2 separate regions of the Sus scrofa genome follow, and region 2 is linked to region 1. The links are chromatin contacts, called in public Hi-C maps. All regions are on one chromosome and are shown on one strand. The core of a region is the stretch at or near the end of the contact, and the rest is flanking DNA. Distances in the headings are between cores, read along the strand shown.

What was found. Hi-C and Micro-C count contacts between places; a contact is called where the count stands out from the background.
Region 2: a Hi-C map of subcutaneous adipose tissue shows a contact between it and region 1, with 1.9 times the contacts expected there. The contact joins the promoter of TMEM268 here to the promoter of WHRN in region 1. A contact is called at or near these places in 3 of 47 Hi-C or Micro-C datasets (alveolar macrophages, heart right ventricle and subcutaneous adipose tissue).

Annotation. Positions count from the first base shown.
Region 1 is chr1:255,090,941-255,098,446 of Sscrofa11.1, reverse strand. WHRN (whirlin) reads left to right here and starts at 3,166. Exons shown (of 12, transcript XM_021068023.1): 1 at 3,166-4,639. The coding sequence starts at 4,019.
Region 2 is chr1:255,163,772-255,170,622 of Sscrofa11.1, reverse strand. TMEM268 (transmembrane protein 268) reads right to left here and starts at 1,747. Exons shown (of 9, transcript XM_021068037.1): 1 at 1,520-1,747.

The DNA of each region.
Region 1 (7,506 bases), core at 1,917-4,416:
AAGTGTTTAAATAAAACAGTTCCTGGCATGCAATAAACATTAGCTGTATTTTTCTATGTGTCCCACGGGAAATGCATCTCCAATGAAATTAATTTCTGTTGCCTTCTAAGGATACGTTCCAGTAGATAAGAGGGAAGTGGAGAAGCTCCAAATGACTATGCACATTGTCATAGATGAAGAGACACTAACTAACAACGCTAGGATACTCTATGCATTTTGTCAGGCTTTCATTTATCGCACTGGACACGGAGCTTACAAGCTGCCCTCTGGAAAGACAAGGAAAGTTTAAAAATTCCATTTTGCAGATGAGCAAGGAAGTCATTTGCCATGGGTCGCTCAACTAGCAAAGGGACATCCTAAGTCTGGAATTATGGTTTTCTGTCCAATAGCCAGAGCGCAATTCGTTATGATCTCTCTTGCTTTAAAACAAACATAAGAGACATAAACAACCAAAATTCCAGTTCAACACGAAACACTTCCGAGGTGAATACAATTCACTCTTCTTCCATCTTTCCCACTGCTCCCATGTGTCCAAGTTTCCAGGAACAACCCTAGGAGCAGGGCATTGATTTGCCAGAACTGGGGAACTGAATTAAACGTGGCTTTGGTGATGACAGCCAAGGGGAGCCTGCAGTGCGGACGTTGGAGAGTTCTCTTTTCCTTCTGAAGAGGGCAGTATGAAACCAAGGCCAGATCTGCTCACATAGTCGTGGTTTCCTTCCTTCCAGGTCTTTTTTTTTTTCCCCCCTGGGTTTCAGCCAGACCTTTTATTTACCTCCCAGTCCCCAACTACAGCTTCCAGGTCTTGAAGACTGGAGGCAGTGCAGCCCTCAGGAGCCCAAGCATCTTGGATTTCCAAGAGCTTATTTCTGATGGACAAACACATCTTCAGACATGAAATTTGATTCTTTAGGTTTGAGCACAGTTATATACTGCCCCGCATTTGAGGGTGCACAGTGCAAACTGATATGAAGGAGGTTATGCAAGGTGGATGGAAGAAACCCCACTGAGTTCTTTTTCCATGCTCTTGCACTTCTCTGCCCCTCCATTGGTCTCTATGGCATTAAACAATAGCACAGCATCCCAGATGGTCTCTGATGTTTGCAGAAGAAAGTGCTTCTTTCTCCACTAAGACGTGTGTGCAGCAGTAGTTTCTGCTGCCTAAAGCAAAATACCTTCTCGCAAATATCCTTTGCACAGAAATAAAATGTTAGGAGTGGGTATCTTAGCTCCTGGGATGCATTTATCAAGCCAATCACAGCAATTATAATTAGAACACAAACTAAGCTTAGCACGAAATACATTTGTGGAAAACCTGAACTGCATACAATTAAACTCTGCTTGGTGACATTTTGAGGTTTGCCATTAAATATATTTTGAGGGTCAGGGGAGATTGATTTTTTTTTTCTTAAATATCTTTGGTTAGTTATATCAAAGGCTTCAATGGCAGTTGAGAAGGAAAAAGGATACACATTATTAACGGCTGTAACACTCAGAGCTGTCAGATGGATGCCCAAAGTAGCTTAACTGGCTGTTTAAGACACACATATGTCAAATATGTTCACTGGGCATTAATTTAACCAAGGTCTTTTTTAGGAGAGTGAAAAAGAGAACTGACAATTTCAGGGGGATAATATAGCTTCAAGTCCTAGCCTCAGTTTGGGGAAGGCCCTAAGCTAATAATAGGGTTAAAAAATCCTTCCGTGTTTCCCCACTGCCCAGAAAAGAAAATCCTTTCCCTTCATTCAGGTGGCTGATAAAGTCCTTACCATTTTCTCCTCCCCTAAACCTGGGCTCGCTTAGCCATTATAACACTTAGCATACTGGTTTTTAACTTGACTTATTTAGATGGTCTTTCTCCCCTGCTGGTCGGTAAACTCCTTGGGACAAGAAATTTCACCTTTTTTACCTGGGTGTCCAGCACTCAGCCCAAGATTCAGGACAGAATAGGTGCTTGGAAAATGGTACAGGAAGAGTAAGTAGTCAAAAAAGCAAATGAATGAATGGATGAATGAATGTTCCATCTTTCTGGATCCAGCTCAAACCTACCCCTTTTGGTGACACCACAACTCATCCTCTTCCAGCTAGAAGTCGGATGGTTCTAGAATGGCAATTCCAGAATATTTTTAGGGAAAATATAGCTTTCTGTAGGTGATAGCTTAGGAGAGGCAATTTGGGTTGAAGGGATTGTGTGTAAGTGCTGTGTGTGTGTGTGTGTGTGTGTGTGTGTGTGTGTGCGCGCGCGCATGTTGGGGGCACTACTGGCCTCCTTAGCCACCTTTGAATAAAAGCATAGCTTCCCTTAGATTGTATTTGGGGGAGTGTGGTGGGAGATTCGAGGCTCTAGGCCAAGCCTTCCAGTATCTTATTTGTTTTGGGATGGGAAGGCATAGACTACTTTTTCCCAACCGGCTTCATACACTTCTTTTTGAATGTTTATTTTGAGATAATTGTAGAGTCACATGAAGTTGTAAGGAATAATAGACATCCATGTACCCTTCATCCAGTTGTTGGCGCAATGCTGACAAGATCACAACCCTGATATTGACATTGATACAATCCACCCATCTAATTCGGATATCCTCAGTTTTATACTTTATATGCAGGTGTGTGTATGTGTTGTGTCAGCTTTATATTTGTGAAAACGTTTTCCCCACCTACTGGAGACCCAGCAGGGGTTCAGTCTTATCTATCCCTGCACTGGAGTTGGCTCCTGCAGCCACCAGTATATGCTTGAATAGATAGATCTCTTGCACACAGTAGGTGCCCAACAGTCGTCCACATGAACACATGAACTTGAATATTAGTGCGTGCAAGAGGGGAGCCAAGGTTTTAAGCTAGAAAACTGAGCCTGAAGCAATTAGTATTTTAGAGGCAAAAAGTTGGTTATTTTCCCCTACAACTGTGAATTTGCTAGCTGGTTAGATGCTTCAAAGCGATCCTGGTGGCGGAAGAGCACAGTTTTTGAGGTGCACCTCTCACCCCCGGCTGGAGAAGTGAGGGCACTCTCATTGCCTCTAGAGCTCCTCCCACCCCTACCGTACCCACTTTCACCCCTTTCCTCCCAGGGGCTGGACTGTTTCACCCCGTCTCTAGGCAACCGCCAGGCGCGAGGCGGGACGTCATTTCCTGAAGAGTCCGCGGGGGGAGGGGGCGGGAGAGGGGGAGGGGCAAGGGGGGCGGGGCCAAGGCTGTGCAGGCGACAGCGACGGCGTCGGAACTCGCTGGAAGATCGACCCCGGGCGGCTCAACAGTTCGCAAACTCGGGCTCGCGGCCGCGCGGCTCCGTCTGCGCGCGGGCGGTGCAGGGGCGCGGGGGTCCCCGGGCTGCTGCATCCCGGGGCTGCCCCGGACATGCCCCGCACCCCCTGCCGGACGCCCGCGCGTCTCCACCGCCTGCGATTCGGGGGGCTCTGGGACTAGGGCGCCCCCCACTTCAACTTATGACTTTGGGGTCCCCCAGCCCGAGAGGAACGGGCGACCCGGCTGGGGGAGCCCCGGGCATGGTGTGACGGGGCGGTCGGCTTTGCTGGACTCCCCCCTACTCCAGCCACCCGTCGTCTCTGTGCCCTCCAGAATGTAGCTGTTCTCTCCAGACTCTCCAGGCTCCAGCCGCAGTCTCCGCGACCTCCAGGCTCCAGCCGCCAACTCCTTGTCCCCCCGGACTCCAGCCGCCGTCTCCGCGTCCTCTGGACTCCAGCCGCCGTCTCTGCGCCTCGCGGTCTCCCGTTTCTCGAGCCCCTCAGTCTTCGTGCGCCCGGGACTCAAGCATTGGTCTCGAGATCCCCCAGGATTCAGGCGTGTTTCCGTGCCCCCAAGCCCAGACTCCAGCCGCCGTCTCCGTGTCTCCCCGGATCCAGCCCCTGTCTCGGCGCCCCCCCACCTCCCTCCCAGCCCCCAAATCCAGGCTCCAGCCGCTATCTCCGCCTTTCCTGGGATCCAGCTGTCGCGCCGGTGTCGGCGCGTGCAGCAGCTGCCCCACCGCGCGCCCCGAGTCCGCCCGGGCCTCGGCGGGGAGATGAACGCGCAGCTGGACGGCCTGTCGGTGAGCTCGTCCTCCACCGGCTCGCTGGGCTCGGCGGCGGGAGCCGGCGGCGGCGGCGGGGGCGCGGGGCTGCGACTGCTGTCTGCCAACGTGCGCCAGCTGCACCAGGCGCTGACGGCGCTGCTGAGCGAGGCGGAGCGGGAGCAGTTCACGCACTGCCTGAACGCCTACCACGCGCGCCGCAACGTCTTCGACCTGGTGCGCACCTTGCGCGTGCTGCTGGACAGCCCGGTCAAGCGGCGCCTGCTGCCCATGCTGCGGCTGGTCATCCCTCGCTCCGACCAGCTGCTCTTTGATCAGTACACGGCCGAGGGCCTCTACCTGCCCGCCACCACCCCCTACAGGCAGCCCGCCTGGGGCGGCCCCGACGGCACAGGGCCTGGAGAGGTGCGCCTGGTGAGCCTGCGGCGTGCCAAGGCCCACGAGGGTTTGGGCTTCAGCATCCGCGGGGGCTCGGAGCATGGCGTGGGCATCTATGTGTCGCTGGTGGAGCCAGGCTCTCTGGCAGAGAAGGAAGGGCTGCGAGTTGGGGACCAGATTCTGCGTGTCAACGACAAATCCCTGGCCCGGGTGACCCACGCTGAGGCCGTCAAGGTAGGGCACTGGTTTGGGGATGAGTACAGGGCAAAGTGGTGCAGCTCCTCCGGATGGCAGTGGCTTCATGCTGTGTGTCCTTAGGCAAGTCGCTTGACCTTTCTGGGCCCTGTTTTTCTTAAGCATTATTTAAAACAAACACATCTTTTTTTTTTTTAATTTTTATTTTTAGCAAATAGATGCCAGGAAGAGGTTGGGATATAGTGATAGGCAGAGAAGACATGGATCCTGCCTTCCTGGGGCAGAAGGCTAGTGTTTGGGAGACAGGCATTATCAAATACTCCTGCAAATGTCTGATTACAAAGTGTGAAAAGGGCTGTGGATTCTTATGAGCATTGAAAGAAATAAGGTTTCTGCTTGGCATATGGCTAGCAATCAGTGGGTGACCTGCCCTTCTGCTGCTGTTATTCTCATTATTTTCTAGGCTTTTGCCCCTGCAAGAAAATTTTCTTAGCTCCAACGTGGTCCAAGGAGGCTGTTCTGGTGACCCACAGAGCTCTGGCCTGACCCTGCTATTTATGGACCAGGCTCTGTATCCTGGGACCACTGGTTCTCCACTTGGACTGTAAGTGTCTCTAGCCTTGTTGGAAAGGAGGGCCCTGCCTGAATATCGAAAGTAAATCCCCCACCCCCTTGAGAGTAGTAGTAATTTTTGTGTCTGTTAATTGAGAAAAATAATCTCATGACAACTAACTCTGAGGGATTTAATCATACTGTTTAAAGGAGTGTACCTGTTTGCTAGTCTCATGCCTGTGGCTATTGAAAATCAATTGGAGTATGAGATGGATAGTGCTTGGTTTATGCGTGGATTCAGGGATCCCTTGCAGGCATGTGCACACACACACACCACTGTTGTGTGCAAGAAGTGAAGAGTTTTGGGGAAAAGGAGCAGTGACACCGGCTGCTTCTGCAGGGGACATTCCTCCCAGGGGTTAGGGTGGCCTCTGACCGGGCTTCTCACCACCCCACCGCTTGCCCCTGCCTTGGATCCCCTCCATGCAGGTGTTCTGAACTCCAGCCACAGGCCTGCAGGCTGCTGGGAAATGCTTAGGTAGCCGAGGTCCCTGGACTACTTCTTGTGTCTTTTAATGACCTGTAGCCGGGTGCATCTTAGCCCACTTCCTGACTGTTCACCTGGGGCATAACCATCCTCTGACCTTGACTTCCTTCATTTGCTTCCCAACCTTTCTGCCCCTCGGGGAGGCCCCCCTGAGAGCTTGGGAAACTTCACTGCTTCTAGAAAAAGGCTGGTGGTTTTATATTGTTTAAGAGTGCAGTGGGAGTTCCTGTTGTGGCTCAGTGGTTAACGAATCCGACTAGGAACCATGAGGTTGCAGGTTCGATCCCTGGCCTCTTTCAGTGGGTTAAGGATCTGGCATTGCTATGAGCTGTGGTGTAGTTTGCAGGCTCGGCTCGGATCTGGCATTGCTGTGGTGCAGGCTGGCGGCTACAGCTCCGATTCAGCCCCTAGCCTGGGAACCTCCATATGTCGCTGGTACGGCCCTAGAAAAAGACAAAAAATTTTAAAAAGTTAAAAAAAATAAGGGTGCAGTGGTCAAAGCTCCTGTGGGCTTCTAGGCACCCATCCTCCTCCCTGTCTCCTCCCCCCCCTCCTGTTATCTGACATTCCATGGATTTATAAAGAAACAGTCCATTAGCCTTTGACCCAAAGAGATCTGGAGTTCTCAGATGATAAATTTATACTTGAAAGAATCTTGACCCAAATGGTCATTTATAAATGTGGATTCAATTTTGGTGGCCATTGAAAAGGACTTGGGAAACTTAATCATCACAAGGTGGTAGGCTTGGGAAGGGCCTCTGGTAACCTGGACATGAAAAACCCTGAGCTTCCTTTCAGTTCCCAGCCCCGACTCAGCCATGCCTCTGAGGCTGGAGTTACCTGGCTCTCCCTGATTTGGCCCTGGCGCTCTGCGTCGTCAGCCTGAACCTCACTGAACTGCACGGAGGTGCCACTACCCTTGACCCAGAGCAGTACTGGGCCTTAGCTTGTTTGTTTACTCTTGCTGCTTCCAGAGTCAAACCTAAACTCTCTTGGCATAGCTTTTGAAGCTCTAGAACTGTCCTTGCCAGAGGGAGGGGTTGATAGCAGCAGAACTGCCCTTGGACAGGTAGGAGCCGGTGTGAACTGAGTGGCTCCTTGTCCCTGTCACTTTTCCTGCAGAGGCCGAGGGAGCACCTGCCTCTCCGGGGGCCCCTCTTCCTTCTGGCCAATGGGAGACACGTAACCTGCCTGGAACACGCCCCTTCAGACCCTTGGAAGCTACGGGCAAACAAGTGCTGCTTTGTGTCATTTTAACTCCAGGGGGAAAAGGGGGCGGACTTTCCGTGGGTGGAATTTAAAACGGAGGAGGCGGGACCTCGGTAGGGCCTGGTCTTGCTGGATGGGCAGGCCGTTTCAGGAACAGTTTAGAACGCCTGCCACTCTTGACACGTTTCCACAGAATTAAGGATCCTCTAACTAAAAGCTCAGAGAGGCCCCGGCTTCTCTACTAGGTACAAACTACCCTTAACCAAGATGTCCCCACTTCTGGCCCCTCTTTATAAGCCACAGGGCAGGGATTTTAACTTCAGATTTTATTCATATGGCGCCAGTTTTCCCACTTCTGTCCGTCTCTGTTCCAGGATGCCACGTTGTATTTAGTAGAAGATGTGTTTGCTTTTTTCTTCTTCAGTTTTATTTATTTTTTGCTTCCTCGCCCACCTTTACTGAAGTATAACTGCCAGACACAAGTTGTATGCATTTAAGGTATGCAATGTGATGATTTGATATACGTATACACTGCAAACGAATTACCCTAATTCAGTTAATTAACATATCCATCCCCCCCCATAGCTATTTTATTTTG
Region 2 (6,851 bases), core at 498-2,997, 74 kb before region 1:
TTTTCTTCCTCCCACGTCACAGGAGAGAAAACGAAGGCCCAGACACACAAGACAAATAGAATCCTTAGATCCATTTTCCAGACAAGGGACCCAGGCACATCATAGCTAGGAGGCTGTAGCCCAGAGAGGCCGTACTGGTCTCAGACAGGCCTGTGGGCCCCAAGAGCCCACCTTCTGTCCTCCAGGCAGCAGGGACCACCCACAAGCTGGAGCTGCAAAGACTTCTTTCCAGATTGCATGGAAGGTTCACTAGTTGCAAAATCCCACAACTAGGCATTGTCTTTGGGAAGAAATCCCAGCACCCCAGTTGGCCTAATCAGCCTCCCACAAAGTCTCAATCAGAAGAATTCATTCACCTGAAGGATTTTAGTGTCATGGATAAAAGTAACCTGCAGGATCCTGCCACTTCCCACGTGTATGATCCAGAACAAGTGACTTACATCGGCCTCAGTTTTGCCACATGTAAATGGGAATAATGTAACTAGGTTGTTGTGAGGCTTAAAGAGCTCATACTTAAATCACTCAAGAACAGCACAGAGCAAAAAGGAATATAGCTATCATTATTTCTACTCCACAGTCATCCCCTAAGAACCTTCTAGTGCCAGGCCCTATGCCTTCTATAAAACCAGAAGTAAAACCTTAAGTCCCTGTTCAGCTCTCCCTCCTGGCTACCACCATCTGGCAGGAGCCAGCAGCACTTTGGAATGAGGGAAGAGTTCTTCAGGATGCTTCCTGGCGCAGAGAAGGAGGCTCCAGGCTTGGCACAGGTGGAGTGAGAGAAGAGACTGCCAAGTGGGGAGAGGTACAAACCAGAGGGCAGCTCGGGCTCTGCTCTCACCCTATGGCCCTGGAAGCTGCAGAGGGCAGGAGGGGTGTTGGCAAGACTGCCCAAGGGCAGGTGCTGACCCGCTAGCTGCCATCCTGCTCCGCCCCACACCAGCCCTGGGGGACATGAGAGGGAGGCACAGAACCAGGGATCGAGCACAGCCTGAGGTTCCTGCAACCAACTGGTCATCCACTCCCCAGTTTCCTTAGCTCCCTTTGCTGACTGTGCATTTAACTGGCCTTTCCATTTAACCGTAGCTGGGTGGGAAGCCCCTGCAAACGAAGGTATCTTAAAAGTTCCCCTGAGCAAAGGTCTCCATTTCTGCAGACACTGCGTGCCCAGCTCCCCCAAAAGACCATGTGCCTCTCTGAGGGGTGTGTGTGTGCGTGTGTGTGTTGGGGGAGGGGAGGAATTCTACAGTTTTCACGTCAGGTTCTGTTTTTCTTAAACTGGAAAGTCCCAGCAAGGGGCCATAGGGGGTCTGTCACAGAAGTTTGGGGGGTGGAAAAGCCTTGTGAGACAAGGGTTCCAAGCTCTCCACTCTACGCAGGAGGAAACTAAGACCTAGAAACGAAAGTGAACTATCCAAGGTCAAGGAGCCAGTTGGGGGATACAGCCAGAATGCAACGGAGCTTGATCCAGCCTGGGATGTTCCTCCACATTTGGCCTTGGCCTTAAGCAGCTGAATCTTACCCCAGGTTCTGCCCTCAAGGCTGGTCTGCTGCTTCTGGGTCTCCCTCACCCCCGAAACCAGCCCCACGGTGCCCCCGCCACCGGCTCGCAGGGGTCGCCGGCGAGCAGCACCACGCAACGCACGGGGAAACGGGCCCAAAGGCGCCGGAAGAAGGCGGACGCGGCCCGCAGCGCCCACCCAGGCCGGGAAGGAGGCGCCCAGGCTGCAGCGCAGAGCCGGACCCGCGCAGCTCAAATCTGGGCTCGCGGCCGCCCGCGCTCGCGACCAGACACGGGGCGCGCGCCCCGGGTCCGCGCACACTCACCCGTCCGCGCCGCCGCCGCCGTCGCCCTCACCGCCGCCCGGGAACGCGGAAGGTTGGGGGCAACGCTGCCCCTCCGCGCCTCAGTCTCCCGGCACCGCCGCTCGCGCCCCGCCCGCCGCCCGCGGCGCGCGCCGCCCTCCCCGGTCCCGCCCCCGGGCCGGGCCGGCCCCGCGCGGTCACCCCACCGGGAGGAGCCGCCCGCCGGGCTCGCCTCGGGGCCAAGAGGGAAGCCGGCTCCCGGGGCCGCGTCGGAGCCGAGCTGGGAGCTGCCTTTCATCAGCCAGGCTTCCTCCCGGGATGCCGGGAGGCGCCTCCGCGCTCGCCGAGCACGTGCGCCGCGCCCCGGCCTGCGGGAACAAGTTGGGCGAGAATCGGCTGCTCAAGGCCAGGGCCCCTCTCCGAGCCTCCGTCTCCCTATCGTGAGAGCCCAGGCCACGTCTGACAGTCACGGGATCGTGGATGAGGCAATATTTGGGACCAGAAACTTCTCAGGGACTTGTTTTTAACGAAAAATTCTCTGTGCCCTGTGTTGAGAGCATCAGCGTCGCCATCTGGCTACCTGAGCTCTAAGCCTGGGGTCTCCAGATTTTAGATCATCTTTATAGTGTTTAACCTCTCTGCGGCTTCGTTTTCTGTAAAACAAAACAAAACAAAACAACAACAACAACAAACAGATTATATCACGGGACTGTGTAGTAGAGTTTTAATGAGATAATCTGTGTGGAGTGTATGCAACTGCCAGAGGCATGATAGCGGCTCACTGGGCATTGGCCATACCCCCACCCCCGCCTCCCATCACCATCACTGGGCGTTTCAGGGGGATCTGCAGCGAATAGCGCCTCCTCCCGTGAGGAAACACTAACCTTGTGCAGGTTCCCTTAGGGCACTAACCTTGTGCAGGTTCCCTTAGGGCACGTATGGACAGATGCTTCCACTGTGTTTATACAAAAGGGACCACCTGTTCTGTTGTGCACCCGGCTTTTTCATTCAACAAAGTCCCTTAGCATTCACCTCCTGACAGTGTGCTCTGCTCTGCCTCAATTCTTTTTAAGGGCTGCATGAATGTCCATATACTATAGGAAGGCTCTTTTTCTCCCTTGCTCCTCCCCACTGCTGGACATGTGGGGGGTTCCCACTTTTGCTCACAGACCTTGTTGGGATGGCCATAGCCACCATGCCAAGCTTATCTACAAGTGGACTTGCTGAGTCAGAATATGGATGCATTTTTTTTTTTTTTTTATCTCAAGAGATATTGCCAAGTTGCTGGGGGCCTCTCTGATCACAGGACTTAGTTGGCTTGGTGTTCTGCCAGAGGCAGAAGTGGAATGCTTGGGGACAGCCAGCAGTGATTGAGGAGGAAACAGCAGATGCTTCCCAGGCGTCCTCATTCACCAGGCAGGTGAGGATCCAGGAAGTAGGCTACTAGAAATGAGGTTCATTCATTTATTCATCAACAGATGGACATCGGGTGCCTGCTCAGTGCGAGGTGTTGTTCTGATCACCACTGAGCAAGACATGCAAGATTCCTATTTAGTATGCCTAATTTCCTCAAGCAAAATTTGGAGGCCTGGGAGCAAGACTTGTGGGCCGTTGCAGTTTTCCTGCTGATAGGATGTTGAAAGAGATCCTTGGACAGGTGTGTGGCCTGCTCGCCGTCTAGCTAAATCTTGCCCCTCTATCCAGCAAGGCCTATTTCCTTCATGAAGCTGGATATCGTACCCCTGCCCTATTGGGCTTCCTTCACTCTGCATTTCTCACTGCTTGTTGCTCCAGCATGAACTTATATGTTGACACATCAGTCTCCTTTGCTAGGGAGGCACAGGAGTCATGGGCCTTTGGAACTGGCTGTGCAGATTCCAGCACTCCCTCGCATCTGAACTTGCACAGGTCGGGTCCTCTCTCTAAGCTTCAATTCCCTCATTTATAAAAGAAGAATAATGATATCTGCTAAACAGAGATTTTAAGAATTATATGATGAAGTGCTTAGCAGAAAGTCCTCAGTAAAAGTGAACTGTATTTCTGGGCAATTCTTCGGCATCTCCAAAACCACGGCACATGGCAAGGCCTGGTACTATGGCATGAGGAAGTGGGGGCTCTGTGGAGAATGGAGATAGATGAATGAAACCCAATAAAAGGTAAGGAATATGTAGTGAAGTCCGCTGGAAAGCAGACTTCAGTAGCGTTATCTTTATTCACAGGGCTCTGTGTGATAGGCCCAAGCCCCTCCCCACCCCCAGCCTACCCTGTGCTCATCTTTACCCATCATGCCCCAACTTTTGAAAACCCTCAGCTCCAAGAACACAGACCATCTCTCAGTTCCTCCTACAGCCGTGCTCTCACTTCCAGTTCTCAATGGTTGCCATCCTTCTGCATCTGGAAGGTAACCTTCAGTCTTCATCCCCACCTCACTGTCTGGTTAACTGACACACTGTCACGTCTCAGCTGAAAGGGCCCTTCTCCTGGGAGCCCTTTCCTGTCCTGGGCCCAGGCCACGCCCCTGTTCTCATAGATACCCTTGCTGACCCTTTGGCCACACCTGGCACACGGTATGGTCATTGTTCAATGTCCCCTTTCCCCAAAAGAGAATAAACCTTTGGGGCACAGTTCTGTTTCTGTTCATCCTCATGGCTATCCCCCAACACCCTTGGTATTTGTTACATGCATCTGAATTGGTGAATGAACAGCTATGAATGAAATGACCAGGACCTCAGCTACAGACAAATTCAAATAACCGCAAACCCCAGTCAAAGCCACCCTTACTCAACATCTGTACCATCTGTCTCGTCCTGCTTGCCAGGGTTATAAACCCGTGTCTGAGGGCTAGCTGCCAAACATCTGGCAACCTTGGTGAAGCAAGAGGGGAAAGAACTTCTTCCTAACCTGGCAGACTCTTCGAGCGTGGCAGCAGATGGGATGGGGGGGGGAAGCTTCAGAACCACTGGGTAAGTGAAAAGGCAAAGATCAAAAATTAGATCTGCTTTTGGGAACTGGTCGGCCAGCTGTGGACTTTCTCACTCTTTGAGTAGCATACTGCTTGCAACATTGCCATGGCCTGAACAAAGTGAACCAAATCATACAGCCGCTAAGGCTGGGAAGTCAGACAGACCTGGGTCCAGATCTAGGCTTTGCCACGAATTAGAGCGATCCTAGAGAGTATTTCCAAAAGCGTGTCCCACAGAATGTTCCATTGCTCCGAATCCTGGAAGTCACATCACATGGTGGCTTCTCCGTTCTAAGGTATACAGGTGGGAACTTGGGTCTAAACACGCAAGTGTCCTTGTCAGCAGTGTGCAGGGGGTTAGACACATCACATGCTGTCAGGAAATGGGGTCCATAGGCCAGCGGCTACAGCTCCAATTCGACCCCTAGCCTGGGAACCTCCATATGCTGCAGGAGCGGCCCTAGAAAAGGCAAAAAAGACAGACAGACAGGCAGACACACACACACACACACACACACACACACACACACACACACACACACACACACACACACACACACACACACAGAGAGAAAAAGAAAGAAAGGGGGTCAAAACCAAAAGAGTTACTCTGAATTTCTGTCAGGAAGGCCACCAATCCCTAGGGTACAGGTATCAATTTCTACACTGTGACAGGTGCCATGATACAAAGGGAATTAGATGAGGCAGGGCCTGAGGGGAAAGAACTGGCATCTGGCTGGGGTAGGGAGGCAGAGGCAATTGAAGGTTACCAGGCTTTTAACTAGAAAGCTCCACTGTCCCATCTTCTTAATTTAAAAAAACCCCGTAAAACAAGAGTAGACCATCGTGCTCTCAGAACAACCAGCCTCACTTCTCTCCTCATCTGCAAATGCTGCTGCTCTACTCTTTGTAAGTTATAAGTAGAAAAATAAGAAAGAGTTGCCTGCCTGCCCCCAGATTCTCCAAGCCCACCCATCCCCATCAATCATTCCACCAAACACAGGGAGCTTTGAATTCACACTTGACCCAGGAGTCAGTCAGCCAGTGTCATTTGAAATTTTTTAAAAGCCAAAGAAGGTAGATGTTGACATGATCTGGCAGCTTCTTCTCCCTAAACTACTTGCCAAATCTTTCAATAAAAGATGTGCCTCGGGAGTTCCCTTTGTGGCTCAGTGGGTTACAAACCTGACTGGTATCCATCCATGAGGATGCAGGTTTGATCCCTGGCCTTGCTCCGTGGGTTAAGAATCCGGCGTTGTCATGAGCTGTGGTGTAGGTCACAGACGTGGCGCAGATCCAGATCCTGCGTTGCTGTGGCTGTGGCGTACACTGGAAGCTGCAGCTCCAATTCGACACCCAGCCTGGGGACTTCCACATGCCGCCCGTGCGGCCCTAAAAATAAAAAACAGCAAGCTAACAATAATGTGCCTCTCCTGTCTCTTAAGACCTGCCCACAGGATACTTCGTTTTATTGCTTTTTGCGCTTCAGAGATAACTGCGTTTTTGTTTTTTTGGTTTTTTTTTTAAAACAAATCAAAAGTTTGTGGCAACCCTACGTCAAGCAAGTCTATGGGCATCATTTTTCCAACAGCATGTGCTCACTTCATGTCTCTGCACATTTTGATAGTTCTCGTAGAATTTCCAACTTTTTCATTATTATATTTGTTCTGATGATGTATGATCAGTGATGTATGATGTTACTATTGTTTTGGGGTGCCAGAAACCATGCCCAAATAAGATGGTGGCCTCGATAAATGTTGCGTGTTTTTCTGATGATTCCACTGACCGGTTATTTTCCTCTATCTGTCCCTCTCCCTGGCCCTCCCTATTCCCTGAGACACGGTATTGAACCTAGGCCAGTAAATAACCCTAGAGTGACCTCTAAGTATTCACGGGAAAGGAAGAGGTGCACATCTCTCATTATTATTATTATTATTTTTTTGCCTTTTTGCCTTTTTGCTTTATCTAGGGCCGCTCCCACGGCATATGGAGGTTCCCAGGCTAGGGGTCAAATCAGAGCTGTAGGCACCGGCCTACACCAGAGCCACAGCAATGCAGGATCCAAGCCACGTCTGCAACCTACACC